Regions from separate parts of the Mus musculus genome. Here regions 1, 2, 3 and 5 are each linked to region 4. The links are chromatin contacts, called in public ChIA-PET, Micro-C and promoter capture Hi-C maps. All regions are on one chromosome and are shown on one strand. The core of a region is the stretch at or near the end of the contact, and the rest is flanking DNA. Distances in the headings are between cores, read along the strand shown. Region 1 holds the start of Cdk5rap3 (CDK5 regulatory subunit associated protein 3). Region 2 holds the start of Mrpl45 (mitochondrial ribosomal protein L45). Region 3 holds the start of Socs7 (suppressor of cytokine signaling 7). Region 4 holds the start of Tbx21 (T-box 21). Region 5 holds the start of Npepps (aminopeptidase puromycin sensitive).

Region 1 (4,772 bases), core at 1,172-3,671, 200 kb before region 4:
GTCTCCATAATATTTTGCTTCTGTGTGTAATTATATCTTTCGTGTTGACAGAGGGTGCTGCTCAACTTCCATTTCCTCGGGGCTGGGATTAACCGCCACAATGGAAAACACAAGGTGGTTATGCCAAGTACCGGATGAACGAACAACTGCAAAGCCCCTAACACCTACCGCGCCCCGAAGGCTGGAGGGTGCTGACGGTTTATTTATTTATTTATTTATTTATTTAAGGCAGGTTCTTTCTACATAGCCCTGGCTGTTCTGGAATTCACTATGTAGACCAGGTTGCCCTCTGGAATTCACTACATAGACCAGGTTGTCCTCGAACTCACAGAAAGCCTGTTTCCCCAGTGCTGGGATTAAAGGTGTGCACTATCATGGCCCAACCTAGTCGCTCGTCTGTTTTTTTTTTTTTTAAAGATTTATTTATTTATTATATGTAAGTACACTGTAGCTGTCTTCAGACACTCCAGAAGAGTGGAGTCAGATCTTGTTACAGATGGTTGTGAGCCACCATGTGGTTGCTGGGATTTGAACTCCGGACCTTTGGAAGAGCAGTCGGGTGCTCTTACCCACTGAGCCATCTCACCAGCCCCGCTCGTCTGTTTTTAACTTTATTTACTCTGTATGCACATAAATGTATGTATGCACATGTGCCACAGCTCACAAGTGGAGGTCAGACGACAACTTTTGAGATCTAAGCCTCTCCTTCCATCACAGGGGTCCTGATGCTGACCTCAGGTCATCAGACTTGCCGGTAAGAACATTTACCTACTGAGCCATCCTGCTGGCTCTCAGTTCCTTTCCATCTCTCTGTACCTCAGTTTCCCCACACATCAGATGAGGCCCTATGCACCGAGCCTTGTGCCTCGCAGTGGCTCACAAAACCTTAGTGATTTCATCTTAACAAAGACAAGTATAAAATAGCAGCGGGGATGGAACAAATGCTCCATGGTGAGCGGTGTCCTACTGGTTCTTCTCAGGACTCGAGGACAAACTGGCACACCCAGGTAGATGCAGCGGGTGCCCATACACTATGAATACATGGTGGCCCGTGCCTGGCAGGCACTTGGGAGGACTCACCAGTGTCCATCAAAGGACTGAATACTCCCTCTCCTTTAAAACAAATCTTTCAACCGCTTAATTTCTCTCAAGCAACAACAGTATCAGAAATTCTGACTCTGAGTTCTTCTCAAGTTGTCAGAAAGGAAAACAGCAGACACCAGAATTCCTCCAGGGGCTGAGGTCGGCAAACACCCTCTTAAGGACGTGTTACCAGTGGACTGGCGTATCTGGTGAACACAAGGGCCAGGGGCTGTACACACCCCCAGAAGTGACAGAATGAGGGATGTAAGCCAGATGCAGAGACTGCCTGGTCACTAAAAGGTCTTCTTGTCTCTCTGTCATTTTCTTTTGAAATAGTGTCTCTCCATGTAGTCCTGGCTGCCCTGGTGCTTGCTATGTGGCCAAGGCCTGCCTCTGCCTTCTGAGTGCTAAGACTAAAGGTTTTTTGGGGGGGTGGGGGTGGGGGGCGGGGAGTACTAGGCTGGTACTTGCTATGCAAGCCAGGCTGTCTGAGAACTGCCACCAATCCTCCTGCCTCGGCCTCCCAAGTATTATGGTTACCAGTGTGAACCACCATGGTTGGCATAAAAGGTCTGTATGTGAGTCTTAGGGCCCTCTTCTCCCTAAATCCAAGGAGAGAAACTTTTTAAATAGATGGGAGAGGATTACCCACCCCAAATAATGCAAAATGCATGAAGACAGAACCAAACAGACTTAGGTTTCAAATGGATCAGCCATTTGCTTAACTGTCCATCTTTAACACTATCCATTTGTCCTGTGTGCCTGAATACGATTTGATACTACGTGAGAAACGTTAAAAGTAGAAAACACGGAGCCAGTACAGACTTTCCATGCTTCCTTCCTTGCAGAGCAAACAGTTCGCTGGAGTAAAGCACCTCAGCTGGGACTTTCACAGCTCCTGGCTGCTGGTTGGTGACAGGGGGCAACTAGCAGACCTCCCCCGAGAGCCGACCGCGCGGGGGCGCCCTCTCCTACCGAGCAGCTTGCTGGTCTGGATGTCGATGGGCACGTGCTGATGGTCCTGGTGGGAAATACGACCGGGAGGGAGGGCGTGAACGCGGGAAGGCGATGCGCCTCGCGCGCGCTCATTCCACGAGTCCAACCGCCACCCTGCAGGGGCAGAGCACCCGACAGAGGACGGGAGGACTTGAGGAGGCAGGACAGGAATCCCAGAGAAGACCCAGTTTCTCCAGCCCTGGTCCCCACACCTGCATCCTTTCTCCACTTCCGCTTCCGGCCAAAGACCCCGGCCCAGCCTAGCACCAATCCTGAGCGGCTGTGCTTGAGCCTCAGTTCCGAAACAAACCGGCCTCCTTCAGCCACGTCGCCGTCTTCAGCGGAGCCAATCCAAGACCACGCTCCGCCCCTCTGCTGAAAGCCCCGCCCATCACGATGTTCTGATTGGTTGAGTACCGGAGGGGCGGGAGAATAGCTGACAGCCAATGGAAGGCGAGAGGCGGGCTCCGGCCGGGTGATCTCCAGGAAGGGATGTTACACTTGCACGATGGCGGTAGGGGGCACCCAAGAGCCGTTTTAGGCTGCTTTTTCATCAGCCTGGCGCGGAGCCCCCAGCTAGAGAACGAACACATGCGCGGAACAGGTCCTAGCACCTTCCCGATGGCGTTTCGAAAGTAGTTAAAAAAAATACTTTCTTCCCACCATTTTCTCCCTTTACCACATATAGAAGGTCACAGGTCTCTTGAGGCTCTCGTCACATTTTGTCCTCCCATTTATGATAAATACGATTTTTGAGCACCCGATTCTTGTTGGACGACTGGGACAGGGAAGGGAGAGGAAGCAACACTCATTGAATAGTAAACAAAAAGTTGCGTGGTGGCACACGCCTTTAATCCCAGCAGGGAGGCAGAGGCAGGCGGATTTCTGAGTTCGAGGCCAGCCTGATCTACAAAGTGAGTTCCAGGACAGCCAGGGCTATACAGAGAAACCCTGTCTCGAAAAGCCAAAAAAAAAAAAAAAAAAAAAAAAAAAAGTTGCAGAAGGAAGGATGATGGCGGGTGTTCCTGGTGGAGTGGAAAGGCTGTTTCTGATGGAAGAGACTGCACAAACTTTAAAACTACAGCTGCAAGAGTGGTTCAGGGAAAGACAAGCAGGGGAGACCGGCAAAATATACGTGGTCCAAGACAAAGTGAAGTGCAAGGTCCCTTGTTTCACGAGGGATCTCAAGAGGACACTACACAGGTCTCCCACCTATAGCTGACCTCAGACCCACCTCTATACAGTAAAAGGTTTAAGGCAGTGACCCGGGAGGAGGCTGTAAAAATATAAGGATCGTAACAAAGAGTCCCTCATTAAGGAACTTGGACTTCACACTGCAGACAGAGAGGAACCACTGAAGGGTTTGGTACAAGGAAGGACATAACACATATTGGTTAGGAGGATGGGCTAATGGGCAATAAGGCTGTGTCCAGAGCAACTAGGAGGCTGTAAGGGAGAGGTTGGGCCTCACCTAGGTCAGAAGCTGTAGGGAGGAGATAAGCAGAATTTAGGAGGAAAACAGACAGGCGTTGGCAATAGATTGGCCAAATGGGTGAGGAGGGAGGACTCAAACATGACACTCAAGCTGGGCAGTGGCGGCACACGCCTTCAATCCCAGCGCTTGGGAGACAGAGGCAGGCAGATTTCTGGGTTCAAATTCAGCCTGGTCTACAAAGTGAGTTCCAGCAAAGCCAGACCTACACAGAGAAACCCTGTCTCCAAAAACAAAGCACACACACACACACACACACACACACACACAAAGATGACACTGAAGTGTTGAGTGGGAGTGCCACCACCTGAGATAATGACACCAGTTGTGGAGCATGTGTTGGAGAGGAGGGGCTTTGAACTTGTGGAGTTGGCAATGCTGGGGACTGTCAAGCGGACAGTGTGCAGAAGGTACTCAAGTCTGTATTTAGACTGCAGACAGTCATTAGCCTGAAAAGAAAGACAGCTTGGAAAGTCACAAACTGAGTTGTCGTGGCAGCTCCGTTCAAGGGCGGGCTTCAGATTTGAACAAGAAGTGGAAAGATTGAAAGGATGAGAGAAAGACATAATCCCAGTGACCCTGCAGACCTAGGGACGGCATTTCTAGATACCGTGTTCCTTCTTCAATCACTCCCCAACGCAACACAATACTCAGGGCTTAGTGGACCCTGGACTGAACTGCCTGGTGTGCTGCTGTAGTGGGAAGACCAAGATTCTGGCCCTGTGAGATTTGGACAGTTTCCACACTTCTCCAATAGCCACAGTTCTCTCGAGGTAGCGATAACAGCAAGCCTATCTCAGGGTGCTTCTATTTAGGGGCTTAAATAAATAAACACACTAAAGATGCAGAGCGCAGGGCAAGGATGGAGCTCAGTGGGTAGAGTGCAGAGCCTGTGTGCCTGAAGCCCTGGGTTCCATCCCTAGCACACATATATGAGGTGGCATAGATCAGTAATCCCAGCAGGTGGGAGGTGGAGGCAGGAGGCTCAGATGTTCAAGGTCATCCTGGACCACATAGTGATTTTGAGGCTATCCAGAATAGGTAAATCCAGTCTCAGAAACAGAAGGAAAAGAAAAGAATTAGGGGACTGGAGAGGTGGCTCAGCAGTTAAGAGCACTGGCTGCTCTTGCAGAGGACCTGGGTTCAGTTCCCAGCATCCAAGCATCCACATGGCCACTCACAACCACCTGTAACTCCAGAT
Region 2 (5,165 bases), core at 1,483-3,982, 200 kb after region 4:
CAAAAAAATTGTCTTGAGACAAGTCTCTTCCTAATCCAAAAGTTTGTCCTTTTGCTTAGACTGGCTGGCCATCAAACTCTCCAGATATCCACTTTTCAGTGTTGACATAGACACAAATTTCAGATACACCCAACTTTCTTTTTTTTTTTTTTTTCTTTTTTTTTTTAAGATTTATTTATTTATTTATTATATGTAAGTACACTGTAGCTGTCTTCAGACACTCCAGAAGAGGGCATCAGATCTTGTTATGGATGGTTGTGAGCCACCATGTGGTTGCTGGGATTTGAACTCCGGACCTTTGGAAGAGCAGTCGGGTGCTCTTACCCACTGAGCCATCTCACCAGCCCTTTTTTTTTTTTTTTTTTTTTTTTATTTATTTATTTTTTTTTATTTATTTTTTACACACCCAACTTTCATATAGCTATATATTTAATTTAATATGTATGGTTTTCGTGCATATATGCCTGTATGCATAGTGCATACTAGGTGCATTCCTAGTGGCTGCAGAGGTCAGAGGAGGGCATCAGATCCCCTGGAGCTCCAGTTATAATGTGAGTGAGCCTCCAATGGAGAGGAGAGACAGAGGGGAGGGGGAAGAGAAAGAGGGCTTGGCTTGCGGGGGTGGGGGGGAGCCAAAATGTCTGGATTATTATATAATGAAGAGCCTCTGAGTGATAGGAAGTCCAGCCCCTGGGCTGGAAATTTCAGCATAGAGGGTAGGACATGCCAGCCATGCCCTGTAACAGGTAAGGACTAAGGGATGCTGGGAGAACCTGGAGCCCAGGTCTGCTTTGGCATATTAAATATCCAACTTAGCCTCTTGTCGTGAGTCTGAACCCCCCCCCAATATATATATATATATATATGTGTGTGTGTGTGTGTGTGTGTTGTATGTTTGTGTGTATACATATACATACATGTACACACACACACCCTGCTGCTAACAAGGACTCCTATTCTTTAGGTTCAATTTAAAAGTCTTACTAGGCCGGGCGTGGTGGTGCACACCTTCAATCCCAGCACTCAGGAGGCAGAGGCAGGCAGATTTCTGAGTTCGAGGCCAACCTGGTCTACAAAGTGAGTTCCAGGACAGCCAGGTCTATACAGAGAAACCCTGTCTGGAAAAAACAAAACAAAACAAACAAACAAACAAAAGTCTCACTAGGAAAAATGGGAAAGAAAAGTCTGCCTTATAGGATTTCCTTTTCACTGTTGTTTAAGAGATTTTTAAATGTGTGTGGATGCTTAGCTGCCTATCTTTATGTGTACCATGTGTGTAATGCCCTCAAAGTCCAGAAGAGGGCATCAGATCCCCTAGAATTGGATTTACAGGGGCATATGCGTCACCATGTGGATGCTGGGACCCGAACTTGGGTCCTCTGCCAGAGCAGCAAGGACTCTTTTTTTTTTTTTTTTTTAAGATTTATTTATTTAATGTAAGTACACTGTAGCTGTCCTCAGACACTCCAGAAAAGGGAGTCAGATCTTGTTACGGATGGTTGTGAGCCACCATGTGGTTGCTGGGATTTGAACTCCTGACCTTCAGAAGAGCAGTCGGGTGCTCTTACCCACTGAGCCATCTCACCAGCCCAGCAAGGACTCTTAACACCTGAGCCATCTCTATAGTTTCTATTTTCTTTTTTAGTTTTTGTTTGTTTGTATTTTTCTGAGGGAGGGTTTTCTCTGTGTAGCCCTGGCTGTCCTGGAACTCTCTTTGTAGACCAGGCTGGCCTCGAACTCAGAAATCTGCCTGTCTCTGCCTCCCGAGTGCTGGGACTAAAGGGGTGCGCCACCATGCCTCAAATTTTCCAAAACAGCTAATCAAAAGTAACAGTGACCACCTAAGAATCCATCTCAGAGTGAACCAAATCATATTAGGTACTGATAGGGAATTAGCTTGCAGTAGCCGAGAAACTGAGCAGAGGCCAGGCAGACATGGGTTAGGATGTGTTACATAGTCTGTGTGGCTCCAGGATGACCTGGTTATCACACTGGGATTCCTTTAACCACTGAATGTGAAGCGATTTTGGAGTTGTTAAACTCTATGTACCTGACTCTCAGTTCTGCCAATTATTTGTTTAAATTTGAATTACATATTTAGTATCTCTGGCCCAACCATATATGTAAAAGCAGGAATATTTATTGCTTGTGGTGAGGATTAAGTTGATATATGTAAAATGCTTAAATTGCCAGGCGCCTAGTAAACAATTTTGAAATACCAGTTATTACCAAATTTGGTAAGTGGTATTTTTGGAAATGATATGTTTTGGGAAATGACAGATTCTTGTTAACCCACGTGCCTTTTGCTTTTCAGTAATCACAGCGGTCAGCTTCCCTAACGGAAAGGTATGAAAGAATTTTCACATAGAAAACTAGGTTGGTTAAAGGTTTAAGGTTATACTGCATTTTGAGGTCAGAAACACACCCAGAAACTATCATTTTCGCCCTAAATACCTCCAGTGAATTCCTTGTAATGAAAGAAAACACTTATCTTAAAGGCTTCTGATTTCAGAGGGAAGCACTTTTTCGTTTTTTTCACCGATTGTAAATAAGGTGTAACAATGTGTTAAGGAACCAGGAATGCAGCAACCAGAGTCCCACAGAAGCCTCCTGCGCAGGCGCAGCTGGCTCTCCCCGTCTCCGACTGGCGCGTGACAGCCGTGCGGTTTACCCTACTTCCAAAGTGGTTTCATTGCGCACGCGCGAACCCACTGCGCGTGCCCGCGCGCCCCTCCCCTGGAGAGCGTGCGCGTGCGCGCGACTCACCTTTCGGCCTGGGGCGCGCGCCCTGGAAAATTCCACTCCCCAGCTCGCTCCGCCCTCTGCGCCTTTTCTCCGGCTCGGTGATCTGCGGCTAGGCTAGCATCCCGGCGGCCTTTGCGCGAGCAAAATGGCGGCCCCCGTACCTCGGGGCTTGTCCTCCTTATACAGGACTTTGGGATGGTGGTCTCGGCAGGTGGGTAGAAATGAAGCGAATGAAATTTTTAGGGACACAAAGAGGAGGATAGAGTAGAGGGGAATAATCATGCTGTGGGCGTTGCTGAGTTTGGACCATACGAGTCAGACTTCATCTGGAGAAGAATTTGAGGTGTATGCGATCCCCTCTAGACAAGTCTCTCTAGACAGCCTAGACGAGGCTGAGCATTAAGCTTCTTTACGTTAATTCTAGTCTTTGGAGAGAAGATGTTAAAAAGGAAAGTAATGGCTTGGAAGATGAACCAGCTCTTTTACATTCTTAAAAAATTTTTTTTTGAAAAGGATAGGAGTTTTGTCTTATCCTAGAGGGAAAAGGTCACCTGACTTCGTAAAAGTTTATTGGTCAGTTAGGAGCTAGAAGCAATTTGCTTCTGAAAAAGCAAAACAGAAGTGTGGGGGAAATGCCAGGGAGATCTTGTTTAATGCTTTAGTAATAGCATTCCACTCTTTTCAGAAATGGGTTAAGTGAGGTTTACAATTAAACTGAAAGTTCTTTGGCACTAGGACCTCTGCTTTAATCATCTCTGTATACAGTAGTACTGCAGAATGTATTAAAGGAAAGTTTTTACTGTTGATTGATGTGAATACAGGTTATTAATTGGCTTGTGGCAAAAGCCATCCCTAGGTGTTCAAAAAGTAATATCGTTTCTCCATAATAGTCATTTCATAACTCCTGAAGCATTCTTTAATGGGATGTCTTTCTATAAGACTTTGCAAACAGTTTGCTCAAGATAGATTTATCCTTTCCAAATCACCTATACGCTAACTTTTTTTTTTCATCTCCCAGCCCATTCTGGTGACTCAGTCCACAACTGTAGTTCAAGTTAAAACCAAAAGCCGTTTTAGACCCCCAACTCCTGAACCCAAGTACAAAACAGAGAAGGAGTTTTTGGAGTATGCCAGGAAAGCGGGATTGGTCATTCCACAGGAACGGTTGGAGCGCCCTATACATTTGGCCTGTACAGGTAAGGAACTATTTCTGGGATCCTGGTTCAGTTCTCTATTGTCAGAGGTCTGGTGTATGCTTTAGACTCTGATTGATAGCAATAAATTAACCACTAAGTGGGGCTGGAGATATGACTTAGCGGGTAAGAGTACTGACTGCTCTTCCAGAAGTACTAAGTTCAATTCCCAGAAACCTCACTACCATTAGTGGCTCACAACCATCTGTAATGGGATCCGATGCCCTCTTCAGGTGTGTGTGTCTGAAGACAGCTATAGTGTGTACTCATATAAGTAAGTCTTTTTTAAAAAGATTAAAAAAAAGAATGAACCACCAAGTTCACCCTCAGTAATGATTTACTTTTATAAACTATATTTCAAAAAGTCAATTTTGTTTTGTTTTTACAGAACTTGGGGTTAGATATAGAACTAAACAAGCAGTCTACCGCTGAGCTACACACTCCTGTTCTCCCTTTCCTTTTGCCTTTACCACAGGTGGATCCTCCTACATAAATAGTAGCTGAGACCTAGGGCTGTACCTCTAGTCCTGCTCATGAGGTCATCCTTATTTGTTTATTTATTTATTTATTTATTTTATGTATATGAGTAAACTGTACCTGTACAGATAGTTGTGAGCCTTTATGTGGTTGTTAGGACTTGAATTTAGGACCTCTGCTCACTCCAGTCAACCTCACTTGCTCAGGCCCAAAGATTTATTTATTATTATAAATAAGTGGGGCCTGAACTCTGCAGCCAGTCCCACAACACCCAGAGGAAGCTCCACTCCCAGGCTCTCTAACACGCCCAAGATTACAGGATCCCAGAATCCCAGGATCACAGAGACAGCTGGACTCAGGAGTTCTGACACAACCAGGATCACAGGAAGGACAGACTCCAGTCAGATATATCGAGGGCAGGTAGCACTAGCAATAACCAGATGGCAGGAGGCAAGTGTAAGAACATAAGCAATAAAAAAATAATAAATAAATAAATAAAGAGCTGGGCGTGGCGTCACACACCTTTAATCCCAGCACTTGGGAGGAAGAGACAGGTGAATTTCTGAGTTTGAGGCCAGCCTGGTCTACAAAGTGAGTTCCAGGACAGCCAGGGCTATATAAAGAAACCCTGTCTTGGGGGGAAAAAAAAAGCCATAAGCAGTAGAAACCAAGATTACTTGGCATCATCAGAACCCAATTCTCCCAACATAGCAAGTCCTGAATACACCATCACACCAAAAAAGCAAGATT
Region 3 (4,685 bases), core at 845-3,344, 250 kb after region 4:
GTTCAAATCCCAGCGGCCACATGGTGGCTCACAACCACCCTTAATATGAGATCTGACGTCTTCTTCTGGTGTGTCTGAAGTCAGCTACAGTGTACTTATGTATAATAATAAATAAGTCTTAAAAAGAACGGTGTTAGCAGAACTGAACAGACAAGATACAGCTTGGTGGGCAATGTGTAAGAGTAAGACGTAGGCAGGGCAAAACCATTAGGACCCTATATGTCACATAGAGGGTTTTCTCTCTATCCTAAGAATGCAGAAAGCATGAACAACTACAATCACAGGCTGTGGGGCTGGAGGGATGGCTCAGTGGTTAAGAGTACTGGCTGTTCTTCCAGAGGTCCTGAGTTCAATTCCCAGGACTCCACGTGGCAGCTCACAACTATCTGTAATGGGTCTGATGCTGTCTTTTGGTGTGCAGAGAAATATATGTAAATACATCTTTACAATCACAGGCTGTGAGCAAATTTCTATTTCAGAATGACCCCACTGGGCTGGGAAGATGGCTCTGTAATGTGCCTGTTCCTCATTGATTCTGGAGTTCATCAATTTGGCTAGATTGACTGGTGAGGGAGCTCCCGGGATCCACCCCACATCAAGTGCGAAGATCACAGACACATGCTGCTCTGCCTGGCTTTTATACTGTGCTGGGGATCCAAACTTAAGTCCTGATACTTGTGAGAGTCCCTGTCTGAAAAACAAAAGGGGTATAGGGAGCTGGGTGGTGATGGCACATTCCTTCATTCCCAGCACAGACATGATTCTGAATTCAAGGCCAGCCTGGTCTACAGAATGAGTTCCAGGACAGCCAGGGCCACACAGAGAAACCCTGTCTAGAAAGAAAGAAAGAAAGAAAGGAAGGAAGGAAGGAAGGAAGGAAGGAAGAAAGAAAGAAAGAAAGAAAGAAAGAAAGAAAGAAAGAAAGAGAGATGGAGGGGCCTAGAGAGCTAGCTCAGCAGATAACGGCTTGTTCTGCTCTTGCAGAGGGTCAGAACTCAGCTCTCAACACCCATGTCCAGGGACTTGGGGCAGCTAATAATTAGGTCTAGGGGATCTGATGCCCTTTCTCGGATTCTGCACACACATGTGCATACACATACATTTTTTTTAAGTGATGGAGATTATGACAGCGATTCTGATTTACATCTCCTGTACATCTATCTGTAGGTGTTACATTAGCAATGGCACAAAAACGTTGAAGGAACTCTTCCCCGTCACTGAAACCAATTCCGACTCAGCAAAGTTGCCCCCATGATTGATGATTTGATCAGGTTTTGCTTTTTCACTGTTCTCTTTCATCAACAGAGGAAAATATTAGTAAAAATTCTTGTTACAATTGCAGTCCTTGGTCACTTGTCATCATTTTGGGAAGGGCTGGGAATGAGGTCTGGTGATGGAACTGTTGCTTAGCACGTGCCACGTCTTGGATTCTATCCTCAACATGACATACACTATGACAACAATCAGTGGAAGGATGTATTTGGCCATCAGTCGTACAGAATTGGCTATTGTATATCTTCATTTCTTGGAATTGTGTATATCCATTCTTCATTTCAAATTCATGATGAGATTATGCTAACTATATACACACTCTTGTCTTCTCAAAGATCCAGTTGTTTTGGCACGGAAGAGCACACTGCAGGCTCTACAACCCATTTTCATGTAGTCATTCCACAGTTCATCGGATGCTAGGAAAGAGGATGCAGATGTAATGAAATGACTTGGCCAAGGTCACACACTCCAGGCAGCATGGACAGGACAAGACCCCCAGACAGTGCCAAGGTCCACGACCCTCTCCCAGGTCCAGACCCGGGTCCCGAGGCCTGCACTGCTCTACACAGGACGGTGGACAGGGCCCGGGCGCCCAGGAAGTGAAAAAGCAGGGGTCGGTGCCGGAGACCACGGAGGCCCCAGATGCAGCAGACGGCCAATAGCTACCAGGGCCAAGAGAAACGTCAGGCAGAGTGGAGTCCGACGCTTGCGCACCCTGGGGAAAGGGGGCGGGCCCTGGACAGGAAGTGACGTCTAGGGGCGGTCCTCGGCGGCAGCGCGCGGCCTGGGCTCGCGCTGGGCTCCGCGCGCCCCCCCCCCCCCGCCCCCTCTATGAGGCAGAGGCCGCGGCGGCCGTTAGCGCTGTCGCTCCGGGGGCCGCGGCGGGCGGGGCTCCGGCGGGGCCCGGCCTAGTCCCCACCCAGCCCGGCTCCTAGCCGCCCGCCCTCCCTCCCTTCGCCACCCCGATGCAGGGGGCCGAGCTCCGGGACGGCGAGGCGGCGGCGGCGGCCGCTTCGTACCGGGTCCTGAGCCGCCTCCTCGGCTATGGAGAGGCCGCCCCCGAGCCAGGCCCGCCGCCGCCGCCGCCGCCCCCGGGCCACAGCCATGGCCCGTCGCCGCCACCACCCTTCCTCGCGCGGCCCGGCTCGCGGGGCGCCCGGCCGCCTCAGCTGATGGTGTTCCGCAACGTGGGGCGGCCGCCGGAGGAGGAGGACGCGGAGGCGGCCCGGGAGCCGGGACCCTCGGAACTGCTGTGTCCCCGGCACCGCTGCGCGCTGGATCCCAAGGCCCTCCCGCCGGGCTTGGCGCTCGAGCGGACCTGGGGTCCCGTGGCTGGACTAGAGGCGCAGCTGGCGGCCCTGGGGCTCGGACAGCCGGCGGGGCCGGGGATCAAGACTGCCGGCGGAGGCTGCTGTCCGTGCCCGTGTCCCCCGCAGCCGCCGCCGCCGCAACCCCCGCCGCCTGCTGCCGCCCCGCAGGCCGGGGAGGACCCGACGGAGACGAGCGACGCGCTGCTGGTCCTGGAGGGCTTGGAATCGGAGGCCGAGAGCCTGGAGACTAACAGCTGCTCGGAAGAGGAGCTCAGCAGCCCCGGCCGTGGAGGAGGAGGAGTGGGTGGCCGGCTGCTTCTGCAGCCTCCGGGTCCCGAACTACCCCCGGTGCCCTTTCCGCTGCAGGACTTGGTCCCTCCAGGGCGCTTGAGCCGAGGGGAGCAGCAGCAGCAGCAACCTCCCCCACCGCCGCCGCCTCCCGGGCCCCTCCGGCCTCTCGCAGGCCCTTCTCGGAAGGGCTCCTTCAAAATCCGCCTCAGTCGCCTGTTTCGCACGAAGAGCTGTAACGGCGGCTCGGGCGGCGGGGATGGGACCGGCAAGAGGCCTTCGGGAGATCTGGCAGCTTCAGCTGCGAGCCTGACCGACATGGGAGGCTCAGCGGTCCGGGAGCTGGATACGGGGAGGTGAGATTGGCTTGGGGGTTGGGGGTGGGCAAGCGACAAAGTTCCATTTCTTGTTTCGTTTCCCTCGTTTTCCCCTACTGCCAACACGATACTGTTAGAGCTGAGCTGTGGACTTCAGGAGGAGGCAGACACTTGGGATTAAAGGTGGTGACATCTCGCATTAGGTCAGAGCTAATTGTGGAAACAGCTTTCAACTCTCGGAGAGTTCACACTCTGTGACACTTCTCAGTGGGTTAGCGTCTCTTGCTGGGGATGATCTGAAGCCCGGCCTCACCTTCCATCCCTGTTCCGGCCCCACTTTTTAAGCACCCCTCCCATGTCTGTTATTACTACCATTGCTGAAGGTTGCTGGAAATGTGTGGCCTTGGGGCCGAAAAGCTGGTGTCAATCACCTGCCTGTTATTATCTTGATCGTCTTGCTTGTTCTCTCAGTGCACCAGCCTTCACTCTCTTCGCAAGTACAAGCATGCAAATAGCCCGAGGAGTCTGGCCAGCAATTAGCTGGGCAGCTCCCTTAATATTCTGGTTGTTCCTGGATATTTGCTGTCTAAAGCCTGTGTGCTGACCACTTTCTGAATGGCGTTGTGCTGACTCTCTCACTTTCACACGGAGGTGAGAGGTCTAGGTGAGGTATACACAGTGACTTCTAGTCCAATTAATGGCAATTCCAAACTTAAATGGTGAGTTGTTCCCCTGAATTTCTAAGAAGTGGCTAGACTTTTACTGTCGGGACATAGTTCTGTAGTGTCAGTTTGGAAAGCTGTCAGCTTTTGCAGCCATGAATGAGTCTTACCTTGTGGTATAACATTGTGAGTTGTAGTTCTGAATCTGTTTTAAACTTGAATTGGTGGCTTTTGTTTTGTTTTGTTAGACAAGGTTTTTATTATGTTGATCAGGCTTGCTTTTAATTCACTGTGTAGCAGACTGGTCTGGATCTCTTGCTCTTTCTTCCTACCTCCTCCCAAGGACCAGGCCTGCTGCCACTGTGCCTGATTGGAATTGGTCTTGGTATGGTTTCTGTGATGTAGTCTTGAAACATACAGACAGTGACAGACCAAGGGCAAAGAGCAGATAAATTGATAACTTTGTTGAGCACTAGAATCTTGGAGGGTAGGGGGATGTTGAAAGATAAGTATATCTGGGCCCAATTTAAATTTTTTTTTTAAAGCTTCCTAGTTTATCCTTGTTCACAAACCACCCATTCTTGGACATGGATTTTCAAGGGAACTTTAATTCTCCAAGATAAAAGGTGTGGACTTATTTTGGCTTTGTTGCCATTTCTGAACATCTGTGTCATGGGCCAAACCCAGATCCTTGCCCTGATTGTTGTTCCCTGTGTCTACTCCTTTAGGTAGGGCCTGTTTTTATTACTATTATTGTGTGTGTGTGTGTGTGTGTGTGTGTGTGTGTGAGAGAGAGAGAGAGAGAGAGAGAGAGAGAATGAATGAATTACTGCTGA
Region 4 (4,439 bases), core at 1,447-3,946:
CAAATGCCTCCCCTAGCAACCCAGCCCACAGACAGACAGGCCCCAGTGATATAGAGTGTGTCCCTCCAAATGCCTCCCCTAGCAACCCAGCCCACAGACAGACAGGCCCCAGCCCAGCTCAGCCATCACTGAGGTTGTGGCTGATGCTCTCTCTGACTGGAGGAGCTGAGGCCTGACAAGGCATTGAGAGGACTGGCCAGGCCCCGGGATGAGAGGGCCTCCTGTTGCTGACATACTAGAAAGTCCCATGGTTAGAGGCCCCACCTAGTCTACTGCGGGACTAGCGTAAGCCACTGGTTATCCCAGCAACTCAGAATTCGTGGGTATGAAACGGGCCAGCCCTGCCTGGCTCGCCTAGAAATAATGGAAGCGAAAGCACTTGGGTGTACCACGCAGGGCTTTCAGACAGTGTAGGTGGCTGTGGAGAATGGAGAAAAAAGGAGCAGACAGGTGCCATCTGAGGCCTGGTCCCAGCTGGGGAACCTCCGAAGAGTCCCCTGCTGTCTCTAGGTCTGTTTCTCTATGCAGTGAGAGACAGGGACTTCTGGATCCTTCCAGTTCAGACATTCTCTAGGACCAGCAACCTGGCCAGTGCCAGAGACACTCAGAGAAGGATTGGGGGAGCAGAGGAAACTCCTCAGAAGTCTTTGCGGATGAAGGATGAGCCAAAAACCAATCAAATGTTTTATTCTCAGTTCATCCCCGCGAGGAAGAACTCAGCAGCCTGAAACCAGCTGTAGTTAGCAGCTATCTGCCCTCTCCCCACATCATCCGAAGGGAATATACTCTAGCAGTGCCTCCTGGGATCCGGCAAGGGTTTCTGTCCCCCTCCCAGAAACCCCACCCTTGCAATCTCTCAATTACATTTTGAGTCTCCATCCTAATACCGCACATCCTAACTCACTAATGGCAAAGTTCTGGCTGGTCCTCACTGGGAAAGGTAGCTGCCTCTTCCCATAAGACACAAGAGGGTCCACTCGAGGTGTTGCATACTATAAATGACCCCTCAGAAACTGCAAGTTTCTCTTTCTTCAGCAAAGAGACTCGATCCGGAAGCAGCAGGCTGAGCCACAAACCATACCACTAATGCAACAGGCTTAGGGGACCCCCTCCATCTTCCCCCAGGCTGGACTGATGAATAGCTGGGTGAGAAAGTGGACATATTTTTAGGGACTAGCCTCAAAGAGCACAGTGCAAGACTGGACACCAGCTGCAACTGGTCTTGAACTTGGCACGTTCAGGCCCTCGGCATTTATTTGTGCCTTTATAAGTTTTGCTGCTTCCCACCTCTCTACACAACACACACACACACACACACACACACACACACACACACACTCCTCTCTCTCTCTCTCTCTCTCTCCCTCTCTAGACATATGATCTCAAAGTAAGACCGGAAAAGAAACTTGGCGACCGCTTCTCCATGTCACCAAATCCCAGTCTGCTCCCCCCCTCCCCCATACACCAAAGCTACCCTAAGCACAGCAGTAGCAAAGGAACAGGCACACTGAGATCTCAAAAAATATTCTGCCCCCAACACTTCAATTTCCCGAATACCTAAGGACCGAAAGGCGGTCAGTCAGGTCTATAACACACACTCCTCGCTGCCCACTGAGATCCCAGACTGAGGCAAGGAGCAAATTAACCCCCTCCAGTCCCCCACCCCCCACCCCCCACCGGCCAACTCTCGGTGAAGCGAGAGTCATCCTTTCCTCTGCACCAAAGTAACTTCTAATTGCGCCCACAGCATCATCCTTTTTGAGCCCTCTGATACCCTCAGCACCCGCGGCTCTCCGGAGCTTGCGGTGCCCTCCCCGCAACCCTGCTCCCCCGTCTCCTAAAACTGAAGCTCAGTCTACGAACACAAAGACTCAGCAACCTGCAGCTTCAAATTTTGATTTCAAAAAAAAAAAAAAAAAAAAAGAGGAAAGTCGTTGTTCCGGCGGGCCACCGAGGCCAGACTCCCGCCGGCTCCGCCCTGCGAGCTCGCTGCGCTCGGCGCGCACCTCACTCACCGTCCTTGCTTAGTGATGATCATCTCTGTCTGGTGCTGGTTGAACTTGGACCACAACAGGTGGTTGCTGAGCGCGACTCTCAGCTTCCCAGACACCTCCAACCCCGCGGGCAATGCGTAGTCCTCGCGCGGCCCTGGGTAGAGCCCCGCGCGCGGGTCAGGGGCAGGGTAGCCATCCACGGGCGGGTAGCCCTCCGCACCCGCGGGCGGCGGGAAGAACTCGCCAGGCCCGGGAAAGCCAGCCACCTGAGCCCGGGGCGGGTAGGCGAAGGATCCAAGGAAGCGACCCGGCGCGGCAGGCACCAGGGCGCCCCCAGAGTAGGGCGTCCCCAGGCTGCTACCTGCGCGGCGATCGGTCGGGTCCTGTGCGCCCGGCTCGGGATAGAAGAAACGATGCTGTTGGTCCGCTCCGGGCCCCCGGCCCTCGTCACTCGGCATCGGCTCGGTGCCGGTCAGCATGTCTCCGCAGCCCGGCTCCACGATGCCCATCCGAGGCGGGCTGGGCGCCTTCCAGCAGCCGTCGAAGAGACCCGAGGGTCCTTAGGGCTGGGGCGACGGGGGCGGCGTCCGAAGACCAATGAAACTTCACTGGAGCGGGAGCTGGGACGCTTGGCTCCTGAGCGCGCGTTGGATAGGCGCGCAGCTGCTCCTGGGCTTTCTCTGCAGCCCGCGCTGTCACTAGCGGCGCGGCGGCCTTTGCTGTGGCTTTATGAAGCTCCTTGGGTCCCCTCACCCCGCCACCTTGGCCCCGCCCCGCCCCGCCCCCTCGTGGCTAATACAGCGCGAATTCGCTTTTGGTGAGGACTGAAGCCCCGACCCCCACTCCTAAGTGTAAGTCTCTTGTCGCCCCAATCTGGGAAAGAGTCAACCTGCCACCTGAAACTCTGAAACTTCGAGGAGAGAAACGGTTTCTCTCCCCCAGGAAGTTCCGCCAGTCCTGGAAGGCACAGCAAAGGCCCTTTCCCCAGATGGGACCATCTGAGCATTCTCACGCCTCTGGCAGGCTCAGAGCTACTTAGACTATCCATAGTCAACAGATATTTGTTGCTGCCTCCTGTATGCCCAGGCTTTGTGACTTTACACAAAGTGTTTGCTCGCTGTCTCTTGTCCGCCGCCCCCACCCCCCATCGCTAGCCTCCCACCCCACCCCCCAGGCCCGAGGATGATGCTTGTCCCTCTAGCCCAGGAGGAAACTTGGAAGCTGTCTCCCAAGAAGATTGCACCCAAAGCAGCCCACGGTGGGCTGGGCTGGCTGAAATGCTCCCACAAAAGCTCGTTCACGTGGCAGCGTAACAGCTAGCGAAAGACACGGGAAGTAGCGCTTGGCTGTCAGTGTTCAGAGTCCCAGGGCTGACTCTGACTGTGACTCGGGTGTGTAGGACCTGGGTAAGTCACTTCCTTTGCCTGAAAGTCCCTCAGGCCTGATGGGGTAGGCTGGGGAAATAAATATTCGTATTGGGGGTAGGGGCTGTGTACCTTATACCAACCGGTGTCTGTGTGCCTCTGTTTCCATTCTATTATAGAAAAAAACAAAGGTATGTAGTCCAAGCTGGCTGACAGGGAGCCCAGCACCTGCTCTGATGGAGACAGACAGTCCTTCCTCCGCTGTTCTATTCCAATAACTACGGTAAGTCCTGCATTTTGAGAAGAATCTCACCTCCTAACTGAAAATGAATCCATTGGGAGTTTTCTTTTGAAATAAAAAGCATCCCCGGGGTCTGGGATATAGTTCAACTGATGGAGTGCCTGCTTAGCATACACCCACGCTTCTGGTTCCACCCCCAGCTTTGTATAGATGGGGCATGGTGGCACATGCCTGTCATCCCAGCACTTGAGAGGGTTGGTAGAGGATCAGAAGTTTAAGGTCATCTTCAGCTACAATTTGGGCCAGCCTGGGTTACAGGGGATCTTATCTCAAAAGTAAGTAAATAAGAAGTAAAGTATCGTTTAAGAGTTACTTGGGCTGGAGAGATGGCTCAGCGGTTAAGAGCATTGACTGCTCTTCCGAAGGTCCTGAGTTCAAATCCCAGCAACCACATGGTAGCTCACAACCATCGGTAATGAGATCTGGCACCCTCTTCTGGAGTGTCTGAAGACAGCTACAGTGTACTTACATATAATAAATAAATTAATTTTAAAAAAAGACTGGTGATTTTATATCATCCTGGGCATATCACATCCATAAAGTAGGAATTGGGGCTCTGCACCAGGCGCTTTTTCTTGTGTTTCCTCTTCTCCTCTTCTGGAGAGTGATGAAGGAGACCCTTGCGAGTGAGGCATAATCTCAGAGGGAGGGCGTCACCGCCAGGAAGCAAGTTACTTGTTATTGTGTGTGGACATCTGTGCCATGGTGCATGTTTAGAGTTCAGAGTCCAGCTGTGTGGGGTCAGTCCTTTCTTTCCATCCTTATGTGGGTTCTGAGTCT
Region 5 (4,444 bases), core at 190-2,689, 170 kb after region 4:
CATCTTTTTGGTTGAGGCCTACTGGCCTGGCTTCCTCCACCACTCGTGTTCCCCAACCCCTAGCTGGGGTAGGAAAAGAAACGGAACCAATTCTATTTCCACCACTCCTGTCACAGATAGCTATCAAACAGCTCCCAATTTTCATTTCCGATCTCACGTAACACATCATACCCATGGTTATTTATCGTAACCGTTTGAGACCTCTGTGAGCCATCTATATGGATGGTCTCCGAAATCAAACAATACTGCCAGATAATGCTTCGGGGAGGAGGGAGGAGCGTATGATTCACCAAAAAAACTGCAAAGAAGAGTAATGGAATATTTTCACCAGTGGCAGGCTAAGACTGAGAGCTTTCTTTCAGAAGAGGGGACTGCTAAGCAACCGCCACTGAAGCAATAAATCCACCAGCTTCACAGGTTGCGAGAGCAAGGCGGATAGGAGAAGAGGAGCTAGGGTCCTCCGCGGCTTCTCTGGAGGTTAGGGGAGAACAAAGTCACTGCTGCACTGTCATTTGAGGGGAAGGGGGAGGGGGCGGATCATCCTGGAAACCCGGCCCCTGGGCAGGATCAGGCCGGGAGAACTCGGTGAGGCTGCCTGGGATTAACATTCTCGCTCCACTCCCCCCTGCCCCCAACCTTCTAGACTCGCCCCTCCTCGCTCTCAAGTGCCTGATGACCGCCCCTTCCAACCTATCCCCGGCGGAGTAAAGGGACGACCAGGAAAGAACGCAGTCCGCAGGGGTGCCACCGAGCAGGCAGTCCTAGCCCCTTCTAGTTCCCCAGCCCCCACCCAGCCTCTCCCGGAGCTCGGGGCCCGGAAGGCGGGGACCAGGGGCGCTGCACACAGGTGTGCTGGCCCCCCGAGGGGCGCACCGCCCGCAGACTCCCGCAGCGCGGTCCCCGCCCGGCCGGCCGGCTCGAGGGGCGCGCCGCACCCGCCTCCCGCTCGGTCCCGCGGCCCACGCGCCCAACCCGCCCCGGCCTCCAACCCAGCCCGCGGGCGCGGCCTAACTGCTCGCCCGCCCGCCCGCTGCTCGCCCCCCGGCGCCCGAGGGTCGCAGTACCTGGGCGGCGGCCTCCAGCTTGCCCTCGAAGGTGAAGTCCAGCAAATCGGGCTTGAGGCAGAGGCTGTAGTTGATGGGCGACACCTCGGCGGGCAGCCGCTCGAAGGGCCGCTTCTCCGGCATCGCGGCGAGGCCCAGGCTGTGGAGGCGGCGGCGGCGGCGAGAGGAGCGGCTGAGGAGGAGAAGGAGGGGAGGAGGCGGAGGGCCGAGGAGGAGCAGGCGGCGAGCGAGGGAGGGGACGGCGGCTGCCAGCCACATTCACCGGGCGCGGGCGACCGCCTGCCGAGAGCCGCCGGGGAGGCTGGGGCGGGGGACAGACCCAGCGGGTGCCTGGGCCGGGCGGGCGGGCGGGCGGCGGTGCGGGCGGGCTGCCTACGGGGAAGGGGGCGGAGGGGAGGGCAGGGGAGGAGGGCGGGGAGGGAGGCGGCGGCGGCTGCGTGCGCGACCCCGCGGGGCGGGCGCGACCCCGCTGAGGGCGCGCGCCGAGGGCGGGGCGGGGCGGCGAGGCCGCGGTCGGCGAACGGGGAAGGCGAGAGGAGGCGCTTGGCGCTGCACCTGTCGTCGGCCGGTGGCAGGAAAGAGCCACGAAGGGCATGGAGGAGCTCTGTGGAAAATGGAAGCCTACGCAGCGGTCAAGTCAGCGCGGGGGGGTAGGGGACGCGTGGAAAGAGCCATTCCACCTCAGCGGTGTGAGCCCGACCTGAGGCTTTTTTTTTTCCCTAGGAAATAGCCAGTTGAAGGGATGATCTGAAAACAGTTTTCCGAGGAAACACTTAGTTATTCAAGGTCGCTCCAACCAGTGAAATCTAGACCTTTTAGGAGAGTGGTTTCAAAGACTAGAAATACAGGATCCCACGATTTCATATTTAAAACAAGATGCTTCATTGCTGGGCACGGAGGCTGAGGCAGGACGATCATCATGGGCCAGCCTGGACTACAGAGTGAGTTCCAGAATGGTCTGGGCACACAGTAAGATTTTGATTAAGAAAACACAGATGATAATAATGATCAACTGTCTGTTTCCGGATTTTTCCCTTCCTGTGGTGCTAGGCTTTGAACTCAAAGCCTCTACACAGGCTGGGCAAGCGCCATGCCACTGAGCCACACCCCCACGCCCCTTGTTTTTGTTTCTGCTTTTTTAACTGAAAAGACCCTTTACCAGTTGTGACTTCTGTAAAAGTATCCTAACTGTGGCTCCCTCCATTCTGTAGTTATCTCTAAGACCTATGTTTAAATCAAGGCAAAAATATTCCTAAAAGCGTATTTCTTTTATAGAAACTTGTAAGGTAGAGTCAAAACTAAACAAGCACTGTCCTACAGACATGACACTGTGAGCCACTAGATAGAATTAAAACAACAGAAGTTATTGCACCTCATCTCCCTAGCCCAATATATTCAGATTATAATTTCATCATGTAATGCATTTTAAAGATGCTAATGAGGTGCCTGGCAGTGGTGGTACTGGCTTCTGGAGGCAGAGGCAGGCAGATCTCTCTGAGTTTGAGGCCAGCCTTCACTACAGAGTGAGTTCTAGGACAGCCAGGGCAACACATGGCTAATGCCTACTGTATTGGGCAGCACAGTTGTGGATCCTCAACCTGCCCTGCTTTCCTCCAAAAATCCTACGTGCTTTTTAGAAACACAGATGCAATTCTTAAAGAGACGGGCCTTTAATATGTCTGGAATACTTGCTAACACTTTACACGTTCATTTTATCTCTCAGACGCTCTGTGAGGTGGACCCCCAACCTGTTTTATATATGCAAAAACAGGCACATAGAAAGATCATGACTTGCTCTAGACCTGTGTACAGCTAATAATTGGTGGAGCTGGAATTGAGACCCAGTTGTTTCTGGTTTTCTCCTTGAGAACATTATAAACAGCTTCCTTCATAATTCTGCCAGTTTGGTTTATTCTAATCCAACTGTGTATGATCTCCTCAAAATGTTTGCATTTAAAAAAAAAAAAAAAAACAAAAGGCTTCCTCCTGTCAAAGCAAAATTGATTTATAACCATCTAAGGCTGCCTATGAGCTGTTTACCCTTTAACATCAATTCTACAGTCTAACTCGATTACTGTCTAGCCCTCACAGATTGCTAATTTGCTCAGGAATGAGTGTTTCAGTGGCCTGCTCATCCGTTTTTGTGAAATGTGCGCCCCTCCCTTCCCTCACCTTGCCAGGAAGAGTTCCATTGCAGAACTCCACCCTGCTCTAGCCCTTTCCGATTAGCTCCGGAACTCTGCCGATTCATGTGGACTTGGTCTTATGTTTTGCAATTGAATATTAGGTTTGTAGATCTTTGTAGGATGAGCTAGCAAGAGCTGGCTTGCTTTTTTTTTTATTTTGTTTTTAATGTTTTTTTTTTTTTTTCCTCTTGGACAGGGTTTCACTCTATAGCCTATGCTGGCCTCAAAATCACTATATAGAGCAGCCTGGCACGGAGCCTTTCAGCAGTTTTCCTGCCTCAGCCTTACAGGCAGCAGCAGCAGCCCCACCACCAGTTGGTTTGTTTCCCTATTTTATTTTCCATTTCTCCTCCTCTACTTTTCTATCTTTCTTTCTTTTTCAAAAACAGGGTCTCACTATATAGCCCTGGCTAGCATGAAATTAACTATGAAAACTGGTTGGCACTTAACTCTCAAAGATCTGCCCATCTGTGCTTCCCAAGTGCTAGAATTAAAGTCCTAAACCACCGTGCCCTGTTGTTTCTTCTCTTTAAGGCAGGCTCTCACACTGAGGCCTCAGCCTTTGGGGTGCCGGGATTGCAGACTTGAGCCACCACTCCTCAGTCTTTTCATTTTCCTTCTGATTCATTTACTTTTCAAAGAGCTCACTCTCTACTTCTTTTATTGCTTTCAGTACTAGGCCCTGAGCAAAGTGCATCTTGGTTGCTATTGAGCCAACTAAACAATAGGCCAAGAGAGAATTCTTCTTCAGTCTGTGCTGTCTCTCCTGTACAAAAAAAATCTGTCCCACAGGGAAACTGTGAACCTACAACTATAGACAATCTTTTATTAAATCACAGGATTAAGAATGGCGATGCGTGGGCTGGTGAGATGGCTCAGCGGTTAAGAGTGCCGGCTGCTCTTCCAAAGGTCCTGAGTTCAAATCCTAGCAACCACATGGTGGCTCACAACCATCCGTAACGAAATCTGATGCGCTCTTCTGGAGTGTCTGAAGACAGCTACAGTGTGCTTACATATAATAAATAAAAAAATAAGAATGGCGATGCGTACGCCAGGCATGGTGGTGCACGCCTTTAATCCCAGCACTCAGGAGACAGAGGCAGGTGGATTTCTGAGTTTGAGGCCAGCCTCGTCTACAAAGTGAGTTCCAGGACAGCCAGGACTATACAGAGAAACCCTGTCTCAAAAAACCAA

What was found. A called contact is a pair of places that touch in the nucleus more often than the background predicts. ChIA-PET counts read pairs in DNA pulled down with a chosen protein or histone mark. Capture Hi-C pulls out chosen DNA fragments and counts their contacts.
Region 1: a promoter capture Hi-C map of adipose tissue shows a contact between it and region 4. The contact joins the promoter of Cdk5rap3 here to the promoter of Tbx21 in region 4. A contact is called at or near these places in 1 of 39 promoter capture datasets (stem cell-derived epiblast-like cells), 1 of 15 datasets of contacts at CTCF or cohesin (the NIH/3T3 cell line), 2 of 484 Hi-C or Micro-C datasets (B cells and embryonic stem cells), 2 of 115 datasets of contacts at active chromatin or transcription factors (both in embryonic stem cells) and 2 of 9 other capture datasets (adipose tissue and liver).
Region 2: an RNA polymerase II ChIA-PET map of memory CD8 T cells shows a contact between it and region 4, with 16 read pairs. The contact joins the promoter of Mrpl45 here to the promoter of Tbx21 in region 4. A contact is called at or near these places in 1 of 39 promoter capture datasets (the SN4741 cell line), 1 of 484 Hi-C or Micro-C datasets (nephron progenitors), 1 of 115 datasets of contacts at active chromatin or transcription factors (memory CD8 T cells) and 1 of 9 other capture datasets (liver).
Region 3: a Micro-C map of embryonic stem cells shows a contact between it and region 4, with 2.7 times the contacts expected there. The contact joins the promoter of Socs7 here to the promoter of Tbx21 in region 4. A contact is called at or near these places in 5 of 39 promoter capture datasets (the 3T3-L1 cell line, 3T3-L1-derived adipocytes, liver and 2 more), 1 of 484 Hi-C or Micro-C datasets (embryonic stem cells) and 2 of 115 datasets of contacts at active chromatin or transcription factors (embryonic stem cells and memory CD8 T cells).
Region 5: a promoter capture Hi-C map of liver shows a contact between it and region 4. The contact joins the promoter of Npepps here to the promoter of Tbx21 in region 4. A contact is called at or near these places in 1 of 484 Hi-C or Micro-C datasets (nephron progenitors), 2 of 115 datasets of contacts at active chromatin or transcription factors (embryonic stem cells and memory CD8 T cells) and 1 of 9 other capture datasets (liver).

The regions. Positions count from the first base shown.
Region 1 is chr11:96,914,093-96,918,864 of GRCm38.p6, forward strand. Cdk5rap3 (CDK5 regulatory subunit associated protein 3) reads right to left here and starts at 2,422. Exons shown (of 14, transcript NM_030248.2): 1 at 2,292-2,422; 2 at 2,059-2,104. The coding sequence starts at 2,297.
Region 2 is chr11:97,312,984-97,318,148 of GRCm38.p6, forward strand. Mrpl45 (mitochondrial ribosomal protein L45) reads left to right here and starts at 2,733. Exons shown (of 8, transcript NM_025927.4): 1 at 2,733-2,956; 2 at 3,764-3,941. The coding sequence starts at 2,891.
Region 3 is chr11:97,360,198-97,364,882 of GRCm38.p6, forward strand. It overlaps Socs7 (suppressor of cytokine signaling 7), which reads left to right and starts at 2,095. Exons shown (of 10, transcript NM_138657.4): 1 at 2,095-3,226. The coding sequence starts at 2,238.
Region 4 is chr11:97,112,635-97,117,073 of GRCm38.p6, forward strand. Tbx21 (T-box 21) reads right to left here and starts at 2,697. Exons shown (of 6, transcript NM_019507.2): 1 at 2,016-2,697. The coding sequence starts at 2,503.
Region 5 is chr11:97,279,137-97,283,580 of GRCm38.p6, forward strand. It overlaps Npepps (aminopeptidase puromycin sensitive), which reads right to left and starts at 1,440. Exons shown (of 23, transcript NM_008942.3): 1 at 1,065-1,440. The coding sequence starts at 1,322. Gm11592 (a long non-coding RNA gene) reads left to right here and starts at 1,558. Exons shown (of 3, transcript XR_001780313.2): 1 at 1,558-2,005; 2 at 3,447-3,568; 3 at 4,090-4,173.